Linked DNA regions of Oryctolagus cuniculus: region 2 is linked to region 1. A link is a contact called in public Hi-C data. All regions are on one chromosome and are shown on one strand. The core of a region is the stretch at or near the end of the contact, and the rest is flanking DNA. Distances in the headings are between cores, read along the strand shown.

Region 1 (5,847 bases), core at 624-3,123:
TTGTTCAAACAGCAGAGTGACAGAGAGAGAAAAACGGACAAAGAGAGAGAGAGAGAGCTTCCATCTTCTGGTTCACTCCCCAGATGGTCACAATGGCCAAAGCTCAGCCAAGTCAAAGCTGGAAACTTCATCTACGTCTCCCACACGAGTGACAGGGGCCAAGTACTTTTTTAGGCACATTGCAGGGAGCTGGATCAGAAGTAGAGCAGCTGGGACTCACACCAGAGCTCCGATATGGGATGCCAGCGACGCAAATGGCAGCTTACCATACCACGTCACAACGCCATTTCCTATAAGGATTACGCACAGGCCCTCTACAGATTCCTGCTTTACAGAGAGACAGACGTGCAGATAATCACAACTATAACATGCTACAGAACATGTTATCTTACATACATGCAATAAGGCCAAGGGAAACATAGCTCCATTTCAAAGAATAACATGTCAACAATGTGATTGTTGGGTTTTGAGGGTGCAATGACCAAGCATGGAATCAAATGAAGCCGACATGGCCTTGACCTGGGAGTTCAGAGAAGGCAGGGGTGAGGAGTGGTCTCTGAGCTGCCACAGTATCTCATCAGGAGACCAGAAAAAGCAGATCTCATGGGGAAAGGATGAATTTTGCTTCGGGGATAATCCAGGTCCTACTGATTGCCCATTCATGTATTTGCTTCCACTGTCTTTAATGACCTCATGACTTTCTGGGTCAAGCCTGGAAAGGTGTAGAACACAGGTGAGGCTGAAGTGCAGAACAGAGAAGAACGTACGGATGCCCATGGCCTCTATGTTTGTGTCCCTCCAAAACTGACGTGTTAAACCTAATTGCCACTGGGGACAGTGTTAAAAGGTGGGGCCTGCAGGAGGTGAGTGAGTCATGAGGGCAGGGACACCCTGACCCGGGTCGGGGACCTTACAAAGAGGCATGGGAGAGCTGTTTGCCTTCTGCTGTGTGAGTTTGCATGGGGGATGCCTTCTGCAAAGCAGAGGGCAAATCTGCTGTCCCTGATCTTGTACGCCCCAGCCTCCAGACGGGTGGGAAATAAATCTCTATTATTTATAAATTATTTGGTCAGAGGCATTTTGTTCCAGCATCCCAAACAGCCTAAGATAAGCATCTTCTGCTCCAACTTTGTCTTTCACAAATCAGCGATCTCAGGCTGGGAAAGGTGAAGAGATTTTCCCCAAATCACAAGGCAGTTGAAGACCGAGAACCCAGATGTCCCTCATCCACAGCTCCACCCGGGGTGTCCTACCCGCTGCTCAGAGCCTGAGGCAGTACACGGACGGCCTCCACACACCCGCTTAGAGCACCTGCTAGCATCCCATTTTACAGAAAACGGAGGTCACGGGGCAGCGAGCGGCTTGCCGAAGGCCACGCAGCAGAGGCTGCAGGCAGAACCAGCACCAGCCAGAACCCCATGCCCTGACTCGGGCTCCCAAGTGCATTCCCTTATGCCGTGCTGCCGCCTAGAGGCAGTCCCGGGAGGGAGGGCCCGAGGCAGGCTTCGCCGGGACGGGACAGCAGGTCCGTGCTGGACACGCGCGCGGGGACAGGGAGGCTGGGAGCCGCCTAGGAGGCGACTTTCATCTGCTTCCCGCCCAGCCAGGGGCGGGCTCGGTGCTGCTCCCGCTGCCGCTCACGCACTGAACACTTCCGGTCCCCCCTGTGAGTTCTATAACCCCAAGTTGCCAAACTGAAATGGGGGCGGGAAATAGGTGCAGCGCGCGCCTCGTTGGAGCCCCTGGGGCGAGGACGCAGCCCGCTGAGACGGTGGGCAGCAACCTGCGGCTTTTCACAAGAGATCTGGGACTCTGGCGCTCAGTCCACGCAGAAACAGGTTCGAGGGAGTAGGGCTGCAGCTAATGATCTGCCGCATCCGTTCATCATTGATCATCGCTGCATGACATTATACACAGTTAAGTCTGTGGGTAGCAACCACCCCGACTGCAGACCAATAGCGCGGCCTAGTGGCCGACAAGGAGACGACAACTTCATCTCCCCATCATCACAGGCTCATAGAATGCACAAAAGACAGATCCTTGTGTTAGATAGGAAATCGAATCCCAGAGAAAGGCTCACTGCTGCCCAAATCTAACAGTGTCAGACATCGCTTCAGACATACATCATTTCTTTGTGTTGGGAACATTCGAAATCCTAAAAGCTATCCTGAAATAGTCAATTCATTGTTAACCATAGTTCTCCTTCTGTGCCATCCAACCTTAGAGGTATGCTTCCTGTCCCTCTGTATCCATTCACCATCTTCTCTCCACCTCTCCTTACCTCAAGCTCTCCCCAGAATCTGGCAACCACTAGTCTATACTTCTTTGAGATCAACTTTCTAGTTTCCTCAAATAAGTGAGAACATGGTGTTGTTTGTCTTTCTGAGACTGACTTGTTTCACAAAACACGATGTCCTCCACGTCCATCCATGTTGCTGCAAATGGAAGAAGTTCACTCGTTTTGCTGAATATGATTCCATTGGCTATATATTTTCCACCTTTTCTTTATCCATTCATCCATTCATGGGCATCCAGGTTGATTCCACAGCTTGGCTATTGTGAATAGTCCTGCAGCAAACGTGTGAATTCAGGTATCCCTTCAACATTTTGTTTCCTTTGTATGCATACTTAACAGGGGGATAGCTGGATCATAGAGCTGATCTATTTCTGGTTTTCTGAGGAATCAGCATACTGTTTTCCATCATGGCTGTACTAATTTACATTCCCACCAACAAGGTGCAAGGCTTCCCCTCCACACCCCCCACTACTGTTTCTTATTTTTTGTCTCATTGCTAACAGCCATATGTTGTAAATCTTGAAGAAAGTGAGCTGCTTTTAGAAAGGTGCCTTGTGGGGTGGGCATTTAGCCTAGTGGCTGAGATACCAGCTAAGATGCTCACAACCCGTGTGAGAGTTCCTGGGTCTGAAACCTGACTCCACTTCTGACTCTGCTTCTTGCTACTACAGACTGTAGGAGGCAGTAGTGATGGCTCAAGTGGTTGAAAGACCTGAATTGAGTTCCTTGGGAGCCAGTGCAGGCATTTGGAGAGCGAACCAGAGGATGGGAGCTCTCTCACTCACTCCCTGAGAAGGCCAAAGACTCGCCTCTGGCTGGGGGGTGAGGGCATGCCTTTAAGAGCAATGAGAGAACATGCAAAGCTTAGGAAGAGCACGCTTGAGGAGTTGGGGGAGCAGGGTTGTCAAAATTAGAGGGGTGGATCACCGATTCAGTGGTACTCTGTGTCCCTACAGGGCCTCAGACCCACAAAGAGGTCATTATGAATGTGGAAAAGAGTGCAGGACTATGGAGGCACAACAGTGCAGCCAAGTGCCGTGGCCCCATAATAGCCCAGTCCAAGTCTCCAGTTCCCTTTTTTTAAGATTTATTTTATTTATTTGAAAGACTGAGTTACAGAGAGAGGTAGAGACAGAGATAGAGAGGTCTTCCATCCGCTGGTTCACTCCCCCAAATGGCTACAATGGCTGGAGCTGAGCCAACTGGGAGATAGGAGCCAGGAGATTCTTCTGGGTCTCTCATGTGGGTACAGGGGCCCAAGGACTCGGGTCATCCTCCACTGCCTTCCCAGGTGCATTAGCAGGGAGCTGGATTGGAAGTGGAGCAGCCAGGACTTCAACCAGCACCCATATGGGATGCCAGCACTGCAGGTGGGAGCTTTAACCTTCTGGGCCACAGCACTGGCCCCTCCAGTTCCTTTTCTACCCAGAATTTATTCTCAGAACAAGTTCTGCATGGACAAATGAGCCTCTGGGGTTTAACAACAGCCAGTCTCTGCCCTGTAGAGCCCATGGTTTCATGCAGGTGGGGGTAGGGGGTGGGCTAGGCATGTAAACAGAGAAATGAATTCGCAGGAGCCAGGGTTGTGCTTCAATGGGTTAAGCTGCCACCTGCGATGCCAGCATCCCATATGGGCTCCAGCTTGTATTTCAGCTGCTGCACTTCTGATCTAGCTCCCTGCTAATGCACCTGGAAAAGCAGGGGAAGATTGCCCAAGTACTTGGGCCCTTGCCACCACCATGGGAGACCAGGATGGAGTTCTAGGCTCCTGGCTTCAGCCTGGCCCAGTCCTTGCCATAAAGGCCATTGGAGGATTAAACCAGTGTAAGGAGGCTCTCTATCTCTCCGTTTCTAACTCTGCCTCTCAAATAAGTAAACATTTAAAGGGAAAAAATGCAATTAATTCTTAGAGTTGGATCTTTACCCCTGCTTTCCCGTAGGGACCCTGCAGCCCAGAAGGGGTTAAGTCCTTGAGGAAAGTCCCAGAGAATGTAGGTAGCAAAGGCAAGTGTCACATCAGAATCTAACCCTCTGTCCTCATGGTCCCTCTGGTGAAGAGAAAAATCACATAAGCAGGTTTGCTTCTTAAATTCAAATTCAGTATTGAGAAAGACAATCAACATCCTCCAGGAACACACACACGAGGAAACCTAATTAGAAGTTGAGACATTGCAAGGGTGAAGAGCCTTTATTCTGCCACGTGTCATTTGGATAATTATAACATCATTCATAGAACATACAAAATTATTAACTTAAAAATAACCCTGTTATAGATTTATTGAATTTCTGGTCCTGCCTGTGTTGCCTCAACAGGGCCAGTCCAAATGATTTCACAGCCTTTCTATGGCCCACGAGCCCAGTATTCCCCACCCCTGCTCCTGGAAACAGCCCCACTTTTCAAATCAGGCCTTGAAGCATGCAGAGGCCAGGGAAGGCGGGGTAGACAATACACAGAATGAGCCTAGGCACAGGGCCACTTGTTCTGGCTGAGGTTTGAGAGTGAAGTGGGTCATGAAGCTATAAAAGCAGACGAAGGCCAGATCTCAGGGCCTGGAGGACTGTTCTGTGAACTTGAGCTTAGCTGAACAATTGGAAGCAACAGCAGTGTTGGAAAGAAGTCACACTTATGCCTTTGCTTAGGAATGTCTCCCTCAGCCAGAGGTATGGTCTAGTAGGTTTAGCCCATGCCTGCTCGCCAGCATCCCACGTGGGCTGGCTGCTCTACTTCCAATCCACCTACCAGCTGATGGCCTGGGAGAGCAGCAAAACATGGCCCAAGTGCTTGGGCCCCTGCACTCATAAAGGAGACCAGAAGAAGCTCCTGGCTCCCATCTTTGGATCGGCCCAGCTCTGGCTGTTGTGGCCATTTGGGGAGTGAACCAGCGGATAGAAGACCTCTCTGTGTGTCTCTTTCTCTGCCTCTCAAACAAAAGGAATGTCTCCCTGAGTATCACAGGACATATGGTTTGAGAGGAGAGAGAGATTGGGGGTGAGAGACACAGTTAGAAGATATCTCCAGGCCTGACCCAGGCAATCAAGAAGAGGAGGAGCATTGCACAGGTTTATTGGAGGGAAAATGCAGACTCACCAGAGAAGGTGAGGAAATGAACATGTGTCCAGCATCCAAACCTTAAGCTTGAAGTCAGGAGAAGAAGAGAAGCAGCTGGTAGAGAAGGAAGATGCTCTGTGGGCTGGCAGCCCCTGGAGCACTCTGCCTGGTGGCTTTTCACTGACAGTGTGGCTTTCCCTGTGTCTTTTCTTACGGTGCACTCACACAGCAGCCAACCAAGGAAGCACTCGAAAACCTAAACAGTGCTCAGGAGAGTCTGAGAGAAGGCAAAGCCCCATCCACAGGTGCATTCCATCAGCCTGGGACACAAGGTCCCTCTGGTCCAGGTCCACAGGAGACCCCAGGATAAACCCCACATCTCCAGTGTCATCTCCATATGTTTTCATTATACCTTTACTGGATATGAAGTCAGCTCTAGTACTTTGAGTGTGTCCAGGTACTGAGCTGAATGTGTAGACGAATGAACAGTAACCTTTCTCTG
Region 2 (6,321 bases), core at 1,971-4,470, 520 kb before region 1:
AAAGAAAAGAAAAGAAGAGAAAAGAAAATAAAAAAGAAAAGAAAAAAATACAGCTACAAGTTGAATAATGTTTAAAAATACTAGATTTTAAAGAAAAGACTACACCTCATTTACAAACTGCTTTATTACTGTAATATGCTGGTTAGAATGTTGGTCACAGGAGAGCTTTAATCCAAGCGTGCCTCTTGGCATGAGCATTAAAATCCTGTGAGATAAGTCTACCATGAACACTTGGTTTTTCAAAGACAAATGCCAGAATTAACTTGCGTTAAAAAAATCTCGGTAAGTCTTCCTAAAGGACACATGATTTCCCTTACATTAAGTCACCTGGAAACAATCATATTAATTATTGTGATTTCCGCAGGGTTTCAGATTAGCATGTGAGAAGCATTTCCTTTCATCTTTTGCTGAAGGTATAAGCAGAAATTATGAATGGCCTTAGAGACAGAAGATCTGAGTTCAAATTAATTCTTGGTGGCCTGCAAAAGCTTGTAGAACTGAGGTGCTCCCAGAAAAAAACACCAACACCTGCCTCACAAGGATACAAGCATGAGGATGGAATTGGAGAGGATGTTCAATGAAGTGCCTGGGAGACTTTAATAAAACACTGTTCAAACACAAGGTACTGTTAGCATTCGGGAATGTTACTCAGAAAATATTTCTGTTACATGTCACTCTACAGTAAAACAAAGGCTTCAATGCTGACCCATCATCATTGCACAATTCAGTGTAGAATACGGATTCCAGTGCTGAGATTCAGAATAACCTCTGGAAAGCACAGCTTTCTTAGAGGCAGGTGGTAAGAACACAGCTAAGTAACAATAAAATACTTTCATACAGCCAGTAACAAGCCAACCTGGTCATCAGATTGAAATGAAAGCTTTCTAACAATCACGCAAACTCAACTGAATCCATGATGTCTGAGAAAGATACTTGTAATTTTGAAGTTACATAACAGCACAATTAATATTTTCAATTAACAGGACTTCACATTCTGGGTGTCGGCCCCTGAATTAAGGGAAAAGCCTTTTAGTCTCAAGTAACAAGTTAAGAGTTACACACGCAGCTGAGTGGACCTCTGGCCGCCTCCACACGTGAGAAATGCTCCCAAGAGAATTTCTGATGAAAAAGGAAATCATCCTCTAAAAATCACTGAATGGCAACATTTCCCCAACACTCCCCAGCATCTTTTTCAAGTAACTGGAAGCCATTAACAGTAGTAAAAACAGCAAAGTGGGAAAAAAGAATTTTTCAGTGTGTTAGCAACACGATACTACAGAAACATGGCACAGAAAATAATTCTGACTTTAAAATAACTCATTAAATAAGTTTCCTTAATTCAGCGCAGCATAACTTGGATTCTGCTTCTTTATTAGGAAAAATGCACTTACTCCACAGCCCAGAATATTTCGAAAGCTGCTGAACTCACCCAACGTACAAAGAAATTTCTCCCACAGATAGGACAGCCTAGCAGGCAACAAAAGATGCATGCAAATCGCAGAGCCGGGAGTGTGAACGGAACCGTAAACTGCTCTGAACAACATGAGCATGAAACTTAGCATTCTTTCTCTCTAATTTAGGCATGCATGCCCACTTCTTTTTCACAAATCCATTTTATTCAAAAATAAGAATAAGCTTGCAATTAAAACGGGGGGGGGGGGGGGTGCTCCGCAAACCTGCTCAACCATTCCAACGTGCGTAAATCTCGGGTTCAGGCAGTCTCCCCACCACCGCCACCAGCCCACCGGAAGAACTGGGTGCGCCGGGCAAACACCGGAGGTCTCTGTGTCAAACACAGCGACCTCAACACACACGGAACATGTCTGCCTCGTCTCTCACTTTCCGACCACGGAAGAGACATGGTCAGCGCTAAGAGCAGCAGCCCGGACTTAACCAAGGAGCTAGACTCGCAGCGATTCACGCCAAAGGTAACCGATCCGACCAGGTTCGTTTCTGCCATTTCGCAGGGAAAAGGCAGGCCGGGGGCCCGAACCCATCGCCCACTGAACGCACAGGAGGGGGCGAGGGCTGCTCCCAAGGAGGGAGGCTGAACCCACCGTCCACGCCAGCGGCTTATCCCGCAGCCAGAGGCTCGCCGTCCGGGTGTGCTGCCTCCAGACACCCCGTCCAGCGGCCGGCTGGGCGCGTGCGAAACGGCAGTGCCCTCCATCCTGCCGGCCGCCCCGGAGGGTCACCCACCCGGCGCAGCCAGGCCGACGGGGGGCCTCCCTCCGGTCCCCTCCCGATGCCCCACGGGCCAGCCCCCGAGCAGGGCAGCCGGCCTGGCCAGGGCTGCTGACCCCGGACCCCGGGCAGGCGGGTCGCGCGGGGCGAGGGGCCTGGGGTCCTCCCCTGGGACCCCCGCGGTCCTCCCCTCTCAGCCCCGAACTTCACCAACAGCCCAAGCACCTGTTCCGTTCCTCGGCTCTGCACCGGGTCCCCTCAGGTTCCTCCATTTCCCTGCGGCTCATCAGACCGACCAAACACCCACCCTAGACCCCGGGGTCCCCCCACGACGAAGCCCCCCGACGCCCGCCGTCCCCACTCACAAGCTACCCCCTGGGCAGCCCCAAGTCCCCAGAGATTCCCTTCAAGTCGCATCCCAGCGTCTCCCCGGGGCCCCTCAGGGGTCTCCGCCAGGCGTCCCGCAGCCCCCCGACCACCGCCCGCCCCAACGGCCGCCGGCCGGCAGTTAACGGCCGGCGCGCCTCACCTTGGTTCACCAGCCGCAGGGCGTGCGTGAAGGAAGGGTCCAGGGAGTCCTTCTCCGCCATCAGCTCCGGCAGATACTTCTCCTCCATGCTCGGCGGCCGTCCGGGGCCCGGGATGCGAACCCGAGGCGCGCGGGCAGCAGCGGCGGCCCCGCAACCCCCGACCCCGCCCGCGGCCCGGACCCCGGGGCCAGACGCCGCGGCGGCGGCGGCCAAGCCGGGCGGGCGGCCGGGCGGCGGCAGCGGCGGCGCCACAGGGGCGGGAACCGGCCGCTCAGCCCCAGTCCCCGGTGGCCGCCGGGTGCCCGGCGCTGGCGGCCGCGGCGTCCGGGACGCGGCTCCCGCGCTCCGGGCGGGCGCCGGTGCGGCCAGGTGGCCCCTCAGGCTGGCCCTGGCGGCGCGCTCGCAGACCCTGAGGCGGTCCGGGGAGAGCCCCGCCAGCCGGCTCCCGCGCCTGGGCAGCTCCCGCGACCGCACGCCGCGCGCCGCCCCGCGCACTCTGAGCCGCCGCCGCCGCCGCCGCCGAGTGTCCAGCGCCGGCCGCCCCGCCCCGCCCCGCCGCGCCGCGCCTGCGCGCTGGGCCCGACCGCCGCGGCGCGCGCCGCCTCGTGGGGCCGCTCCGGGCAGCGCCGGCCGGGTGCGGGCGCGGGGGTGCGGGGACGCCTGGCGCGTGCCGACTCCCTCAGCCAGGCCTGGGTAGGGGTACGGGGGCGGGAGGCCCAGGGCGCCGTTGCAGCCTGGCTGGACGCCCACACCGGGAAACTGAGGCCGGGGGAGGTCCGGAGGCGCGCCCAAGGTCATCACCCCGCGTGCGGTCCCAGGAGTGGGGGACAGGGGTCGATCCGGAAGGGGCGCCCTAGTGGGCCCGGGGCCAAGGCGAGCGGCCGCCTGCTCCTGCCGGCTCCGGGACTCGCCTAACTTAGGCGGCCTTGCTGCCCCCTCGCACTGGCCGCAGAGCCTTCCTTGCTGAGCGCCGGCCTCCCGCGACCCCTGGCGCGAGGCCGGTTACGTAAAGGCTCGCGCCCTTCAGGGCGACTTTGTCTTCTCGGACTCGCGGCGGGGTTGCCATTCTCTGGGCTGAGCCAGGTCCTGGATGAGAGAGCCGCCCGGGGGTGGGGGGTGGCCTCTGGTCGCCGGCGCCTGAGGGGCGTGGACGAAGCGTCCCCCGGGAAGGTCCGGGACTTTTCGCTGCCCAGAGGTCATTCCCAAAGAGAGCTGCGAGTCCGTGCTGGCCTTGGGCGCCCAGGGTCGGGCTGAGCTGGAGTTCTGTGAGGTGTTTCCTGGGGGTAGGGGTCCCCACTGTCTGGTGATTGGGCGGATGTTGGTGGGGGGGACACCAGGAATGTCTGTAGAAGGAATAAGCCCGGGGCACGGCCCATCTTCTGGACAGCGACCCGTGGCCGAATCCACGCGGTTGCCATGCAGATGCAGAAGCCCCAGGCTGCTCTGAACTGGGGCCCCTCACTCCCAAACACCTGCACCGGCACTGTCTCCTGCTCCACCACTCCACCGCCCCGGCCCCGGGGTGGGGCCGAGACTCCCTGACACTCTTGCTCTGTCTCGTCCTGGAAGAGGAAGCAGCCGCGGGAGGAGGTGGGCAGGTGTCTTCTGTCCAGGGAGATGACAGTGGAACCTTTTTTTCCTTAGGGGGTCTCAAGGATTAGGTATTTAGCCCCTGAGGAAGCTCCCTGAACCCAATAATGAAGGCACAGCCCTTCTTTGTTTTGGAGTATTGTCCTCTGCGCTCTGCTGCTCTCTGGGGCACCTGGATCCCGGCTTCCCGCCGGCTCTAGCTCTTGTTCCAAGGGACACATGGCAAACAGAAGCCCCTAGTAGCCCCACTGCTGGACCTGCTGGAGGACACGGGGCATCTCCCAGGAGACTGAGGACAGGGGCTGACACCCCTCCGCTCTGCCCCAGGGTCCTCCCTGCATCCCAGCTCCTCCCTGATGCGCTGTGCCCCTTGGTTAGCTCAGCGCTCTGAGTTTCTGAGCCAGCACCCGTGGAGGGCCTTTGGGGAAATGTTTTCTGCTTTAACAGAGTAGGACAGAGGCACACCTCCAGCTTTTGTTGCTGTTCACAGGACGTAGCTTAGCTTCGGGCGTGTGAGTTGGGGCTTGTCCCAGAGGGGTACAGAGGGTGGCAGCTGAGATCCCAGGGGAGGAGAATGGGCACAGCTACTCAGCTGCCCCCACCCCCTGCTTTGAGCCCCTGATCTTAGACTCTCTGCTTGCTACCAACTGCCTCATCTGCGCTTGTCATCCAGCAACAGTTCAAACCTGGAGTGATCGCTGTGTTTATTAAGTGTTTCCTAAGTGCCAGGCAGCATGCTAGTGGCTTTGCATTGGCTGCACTTCTTTCAGCACCCCGCAGGGAAGACTTCTCACCACTCACAAGTCAGGAGCCCGAGGCTCAGAGCCATTTAATGCTTTACTTAGGGTCCCACAGCTGTGGGTGAGGGCTCCCAGCCCCACCTGTTTCTCTAATGAGTCCAACGTTCTGTCTCTCCTTTCCTGGTCCTGTGGCACACGCCCCTGGCACTCTATCCTGCCCTTCTCTAAGCAGTTGGCAGAATGACCGGCCAGCAGCTGGGGAGGAGGGCTGTGCACCAGGAAGCTGACAGCCAGGGCACTGAATCTTCTGCGGCAGACCTCCCTCCTCCAGTACCTTCCAAGAGGGCAGGTGCCCGGCTTTGTGAGTGCCCAGACCAGGTCCTCCAGGGAGGAGGGAGATGAATGTTTCAGTGAGATGCTCAGGAAATTATCCCACCCTCCAACCTGGCTGAGCCATTGACTGTGGGCTCCTCCCTGCACACTGCCGGTCTTCACAAGGGCACCATCCTGCAGGCGCGAACCTTCAGATCCTACTGAAAATTAGAAAACCAGACCTTGGGGGAGGTGGTGATTTCCTGCACGCAGCTGCAGGCACTGGCCACACCCACGTCCTGGGGCTTCCAGGCTCAGGATCTCCAGAGCATAGCAGTACTCACTGAGCAGATACTGTGTGCAGAGACTGCTCTAAGGACAGGGGCCATCCATGGACAAGACAGACTTCTCCGAGGCCACTTCAGACCAGGACCACGCAGTCTCCTGCACCGTTTGTGTCTTCCCTGGAATGGAGGCCTTAAGTGACACTGAGGAACCCCAGCTGCTGTTTCTCCTCTGGTCCAGTCCACAACTCACCTCTCTGCCCCAGCACCAAGAGGGTCCTTGCGTAGCAGCCCTCACCCAATGCCGTTGGTCTCTCTGGAAGCGCAGCACAGTTGTCAGCAGCTGCAACAGCAACCAGGATGACACTGTCTGAATCCCCACCCGCACCCGCCCCCGCAACAACACACACTGGGAAAGACAGAATCTTTTCTAGCTGGTCCTTATGCACTAACCACAGATAGTCAGCGCTGCAACATCTCCATGTCACCAGAGAATATAGACGAAACATAGGGAGAGTGACTGGGAGGGCATTTCCATGTCTGCACAGCACTGCTGCGCACACTGCAAGCTTCTGGTTCCTTCTGTTCAGGACGATGAGCCCAATCCCAGGTACTCAAGACCTTGCTACGCCATGAGTGGTGAAGACCAAATCTGAATGCCCCCAGGGACAGAGAGACCTG

The links. A called contact is a pair of places that touch in the nucleus more often than the background predicts.
Region 2: a Hi-C map of embryonic fibroblasts shows a contact between it and region 1, with 6 times the contacts expected there. The contact joins the promoter of KHDRBS3 here to the enhancer-like site in region 1. A contact is called at or near these places in 2 of 6 Hi-C or Micro-C datasets (ear pinna and embryonic fibroblasts).

The regions. Positions count from the first base shown.
Region 1 is chr6:160,459,652-160,465,498 of mOryCun1.1, reverse strand. No RefSeq gene overlaps it. Among named protein-coding and RNA genes, the nearest start is that of MIR30D, 100 kb to the right of the region's middle. Within about 2 kb of position 1,873, at least 2 of the 8 cell types and tissues checked have an H3K27ac peak or open chromatin away from gene starts, as enhancers often do.
Region 2 is chr6:160,981,335-160,987,655 of mOryCun1.1, reverse strand. KHDRBS3 (KH RNA binding domain containing, signal transduction associated 3) reads right to left here and starts at 3,220. Exons shown (of 9, transcript XR_007918874.2): 1 at 2,714-3,220.